Linked DNA regions of Xenopus tropicalis: region 1 is linked to region 2. Evidence: chromatin contacts called from public Hi-C data. All regions are on one chromosome and are shown on one strand. The core of a region is the stretch at or near the end of the contact, and the rest is flanking DNA. Distances in the headings are between cores, read along the strand shown. Region 1 holds the start of stox1 (storkhead-box protein 1). Region 2 overlaps hk1 (hexokinase 1).

Region 1 (2,700 bases), core at 189-2,688, 240 kb after region 2:
AAAATGAAAAAACACTGGGCAGCATAACAATCCAATCTGCAGCTCGGTTTATTGCTTCACTACAATTCCCAGAATCCCGCCAAATTTGTATTTTGGCAGCTGATGAAGTTCTTAATTTTGCAAAAGATTAAGGTAAACCAAACATGACTGGGGAAGATGCCCCCTCCCCCAAACAGAAATATTAAAGTAGTCAATGAGTGGAAGTGAACTTGCTTTGGGGTATATCAGTCAGTGAGCAACAAGTAAGCCTTGGCTCATGGATTTGTGCACAACAAGGGGGACTGAAAGGGAGGTCTCTACAGTACTGGAATAAACGAGGTGGAAGTTAAAGTTCAACAACAGCATAAGGGCTGCAGGTTGGACCACATACAGAAAGAATATTTGGCAACTGTTACACAATGACACATGTGTTTTATCCAAGAGATCCCATGCAAATGCCCTCTCTGCCCCAGTCCTGCCCAGAGACAGAATATGGGGGCTTCTGGGGCATAGGAGGGACACATATTGGGGTTCAGAACGGCTGATGGGGCACTGCAGTACCTGAGGGGAAAAAATGGAAGGAGCTGCAAATACAGGGGTTCTGTAATACGGATGGAGAACTGCAATATCCGTTGAAAAGGCTGAGGGGCTCCTGTGACAAGGGGGACACAACAGGGGTTCAGAAACACAGATGGGGCACTACAGTGTCAGTAGGCATGGGGAAGAGCTAAGGGGTACAACGGCAGAGTTCAGATGGAGCACTGCAGTACCAATGGAAAATGGGGTACGGGGGCACAAAGAGAGAGGCATAGTAAGGCAGGGTGCATTTCTGCAGTAGCTGTGAGAAATGATAGGGGTTAATAGGACAGAAGCAAAAAGGTTCGTTTGCAATTAGCGAGCTAGCAGTTAATATGCAATAAGGATGCCTTCCCACAGGCTAGCCATGTACTCACCCAGCGCTCTGATGATGAAGCCCCGGGGCGGCCGCAGCGCTCTCCGGACCCAGGCATCTCTCAGCACCTCCAGCTCAGCGCTCTGCCCCTCCACCAACAGCACCCAGCTCTCCAACCACCCCTGAAAGGCCACCTCGGACACGGCCCGGACCAGCCTCCTGTTCCAGAAACATTTCACGTTCGCAGCCTGAAAGTCCTTAAAGATCCGTCTGCCCCCTTCTTCTTCCCCACAGCTGCCTCTCTCCTCCTCCCTGCTGCCTTCTACCCTGCACAGCACTAGGGCCAGAGTGCTAGGGGCCAATTGGACCACCCTGTCCCGGGACATCATCCCTTTACAGCTTCCCGTTAACGCGCATAGAATAGAGCGAGTCAAAGGGCTTCATTCGCAGCTCTCCCTGCGCTCACATCCAACACTCCGCTGCCCGGGTTACTGCAGGCAATTAGGGGCGGAGTTGCCAGCTGCCCGTCGGTCGCTGTTCGGCCTATGGGAATGGGAAAGGCGGTAGGGGCGGGTCTGTGCCGAGCACCTTGGTGTTTGATCCTAGTGAATGGGAACGAAGGGGAAGTGAAACCTGTGATATGAAAAAAAAACCTAAAGAGATATCATTTTGCCGCTTTTGTACGAATGTAACTTCAGTTGTACCAATCTCTATAATGGGAATACTTTCCAGCAAAAAAAGAAAAATCGTTTTACTTGGATGCTTATTATGACACTGGAGGTTCAGATATGCTTTCTGGTTGGCAACAGCCTCCTCCCCCTTTTTTTAAATATATTTTATTAGAGTTTACTTGTATTTTATCAATGTGTAATAAGCAATAAGCATGTTGGGCACTGAATTTACTGTCCTATGAAAAAGCATGGCAGCTGCTGGGGTAAGGAGAAAGGGCAAGTTCCATCTCTGCCCTACCTGTGGGAAATAATGGGGGGTTGCAACTAGCAACCCATTGGTGAATATGCAATAAGGATGGAAATGCAGGTGTAGCCCACTTTATAAACAGATGTGGCACTACCTGCTGAATTACTCTGTTTTGGCGCTTCCAGGAGTCCTGAGCCCCGCTTACTATGGGGGAAGCAGGGATTTCTTTGATAATGGCGTGCCTCCACCCAGGGCTCTGCTATGGGAGAACTACAACTCCCACCCTGGGAACTGATGTAGTGTATTAACCCCTCAATAGGATCCACTGGCTGCAGGCTGATTTGCCCCTCCCTGGGGTAACTCCTTACCAGTTGTAGTGGTCCTGGGTACACACACACGGAATACAGCAGATTGCAAATGAACAGATTGATCTTTATTGGGCAGACCTCTCCAGGAGTGTATCATCAGACAGTCAGGGCACATCCACAGGTTACATCAATGCACAAGACCCTCGCTCAAAGGTACCCAGGGTACTCACGCCAGAATGATCTCCTCTAGGAGGTCCTTCCGGTACTACACGCCAAGAGACCCTCTCTTAGGGCTCTCCCCGGTACTCTCGCCAAGCAGACCCTCCACAGAGACTCATCCCCGGTACTACACCCAGGCTACTCTTTAGCAGGGTCCTCTTTCTCTTGGAGACTATCTCTCCCTTACCTACACACTGTGTGCCCTAAACTTCCAGCTGATGTAATGCTGGTAGGATCTTAATCCTCTACACTCCTGGAGGGGCAATGCGGCCCATTCTTACCTTCCACTCCCTACATGGCACTCCTAGAGTGTCCTAACACAGGGAAACTACTAACTCACAGGGGAGCTCCTCTCTCTAGAGGCTCCCAACTTAAGATGGCTCC
Region 2 (2,700 bases), core at 127-2,626:
ACTGAAACTGCCTCATTGGCTGTGTTCAAACACTTCCTTGATTTAAGTTTACTCCATCTTAAGCATAAAAAAGCTGTGTATTCCCCCAGTCTTTCTAAATGACACTTACAATATTACTTTAAGGCATATTAAGGCCACTAGATGGCGCTATGTGTCCTTTAACCCTTCTAATGCCATAGATTGTCAGCACATTAGTGCCATAGTGCTACCAGTGCTTTAGATCCTACTTTTCCAGCTTTATCTGTAATCTATGTTGTGTTGTACTGGCAATATGTAGTATTCCGAATTTAAAGAGTCACAGCACTAAAAGGGTTAAATGAATCCCTGCTTACAAATGCAAGAAGAGAGGAATTGCATGGTTAATTCATATATTAACAGAAAAATAAATCATTCTATCAGGGTTAAGAAATAAAAAGGCACTAGGTTTGCTCAAGAGCAGTAACCCATAGCAACCAATTAGCAGGTAGAATTTTCTGGTTACCTGTTTAAAAGCAAACATCCGATTCGTTGCCATGGGTTACTTGGTGCTTTTTGTTACATATAGGGGTATGTGTGTACCTGTTTGCTTCTATATAATTCTGCTTGCAGATTCTGCCTTGTCTATAAAAGCCCTTTATTCCCTGTCACAATCCTCCAATGTCCCAAACAACAGCAAATCATACAGACTGATACTAGGGGATACGGATATATTGGATCACAAATGATACATTTAGAAGGTTAACAAAGTTAAGAAAGACTATGATAAAATCCAGGGTTAGCACTGCAGCAGAAATATCATTTATACATGCCCAGTTTTGGAAAACCACAAATGGAAAGGTTTTAGTGCACCTTTAACCAGGTACAGAAAGGAGTTTTATACCAACCAGCAGATCCCAGCACTTTTATTATACTATAAGAACTGCAAAATATAACTGAACTGTGTTTTTTAAGAAAGGGCTGCCACCAACTCACAGCTAAGTACATGCTACATGAATCCACAGGCTGACACAGGGCACAGGCCTATAGGATACAGGATTAGGTATTTAGCAACCTACAATCTTTTAATCCCGCACCGTATATCTCACGTACGCACACCAATAATTTCTGCTTTGATCACTGCTAATACATACAGGTCAAGGTAAATAATAATATATAAAACTCTTCAGAAACCCCTTTCTCAGAAAAATATTCCTTTGAACCTAAAAATCTTAAATTAAATATTTAATATTATCTGTGTCAGACTGTTTTTGATCACTGGGATAAGAAAACAAGTTTAATAAATTCTATTTTAGAGCACCTGCATCCCAGAAAGAAACGGAAGCAATACACATTCCCCATTCACAAACATCTCACTCACAATGACCCTATTAAAGTCTGCATTTACAACGTAATTTAAAATTCTTCTTCCATTGTCCCAGGCCCTTCCCTCTTGCACTTAACTAAATGACAGGACTGATCTACCTCTATGCTGCTCCAACATGTGCATTAAGCTCCGCTGCTCATTTCAACACATTTGTGTTTGAAATCCAGAATTCTGGAGACCCTTTTCTAAAGGTAAAGACACATGGAGCTCCTAGTAGCAGCTACTTGCCACAGCTACAAAAACAGACAATGCTGATCATTTACTGATAATTGCCTCTATTTGTGTTTTAGCAGAGGCAATTCTCAGTATTGTCTATGGCAGAGTATTTTCGCATATTTAGTAGCCGTGACAAGTAGCTGCTACTATGTAGCTCCATGTGTCTTTACTCTAAAGCTGCCCCTTTCTCTGGAACCCAATTTACCCAATCCCTTCTAAAGCTGCACGTCATCACAGCTGCATTTAATGACCACTAACTATTCAGGACAGGTTCCCCTTTCCAGGACTATCAGTTCAATGAACTTAATTGCATTAATATTATATGCTGTATTGTGATTTATTCCACGTATCGGCATTGAATTACTGCATCTAACTTCCAATAGTGTTTTAATAACTCCAAGAAATCCTATAATCTCCTAGAAATTTCTGACTCAACTGATTTTAGGTTTATGTGCGCTTATCATTTTGATGCCACCACCCTCTCTAGGAGATAAACTTCCCATGCCAGAAAGCAGGTTCTTCCCATTTTAGTGAATAGGAGATGCATTACCAATGTTAGATTCTAGCAATATTTCCTGTGAAAGTGCCCGCATGATCTCTCACAGGCAGTGTGCATTGTATAGGGACAGGCAAAGGTTGGGCAAGAGGTGTGACATGAACCTAATGGAACATATTATCAGCTAGGACATTTACCAGTTATGTCAAAGACAAAAATGCCCCCCTATCAAAGTACAATGTAGATAGCAACAGGAACCACTTTTACACAGACAGCCAACTACAGGGCTACTGACAGAGTGATAACAGAAAATAGTTCCCATGGGATTCCTGTGACATGTGATTGTCCTGAATGAGAAAGAGTGCGTGCTCCCCTCACCCTTAGTTTATCTCACTCACCAACCTTGTACAGTTCCAATGGTTCTGAGCAGCAGATGGCCAGTCAGCTGGGATGTAAGGGGCAGACGGCCCATTGACAAATTAAAACAAAAGTCTATTGTGTTTCTCAGCTGTCTGGCTCTTAAATAATTCTAATTGCATCCCAAAGCTGCCCGTCTGCTTGTACAGCAGAAGGCATTAATCAGCAGTTTTTTAAAAAGCCGAGTCATCCTAGGAACCTTTTACTAGGTTATAAATGGTAGCAATTT

The links. A called contact is a pair of places that touch in the nucleus more often than the background predicts.
Region 1: a Hi-C map of gastrula embryo shows a contact between it and region 2, with 2.0 times the contacts expected there. The contact joins the promoter of stox1 here to the enhancer-like site in region 2. A contact is called at or near these places in 2 of 5 Hi-C or Micro-C datasets (gastrula embryo and neurula embryo).

The regions. Positions count from the first base shown.
Region 1 is chr7:38,995,231-38,997,930 of UCB_Xtro_10.0, forward strand. It overlaps stox1 (storkhead-box protein 1), which reads right to left and starts at 1,439. Exons shown (of 4, transcript XM_002936869.5): 1 at 933-1,439. The coding sequence starts at 1,260.
Region 2 is chr7:38,754,750-38,757,449 of UCB_Xtro_10.0, forward strand. The region is part of intron 3 of hk1 (hexokinase 1); the gene reads right to left. Among named protein-coding and RNA genes, the nearest start is that of hk1, 32 kb to the right of the region's middle. Within about 2 kb of position 1,377, at least 2 of the 11 cell types and tissues checked have an H3K27ac peak or open chromatin away from gene starts, as enhancers often do. A contact at or near this core is called in gastrula embryo and neurula embryo, where this site is marked.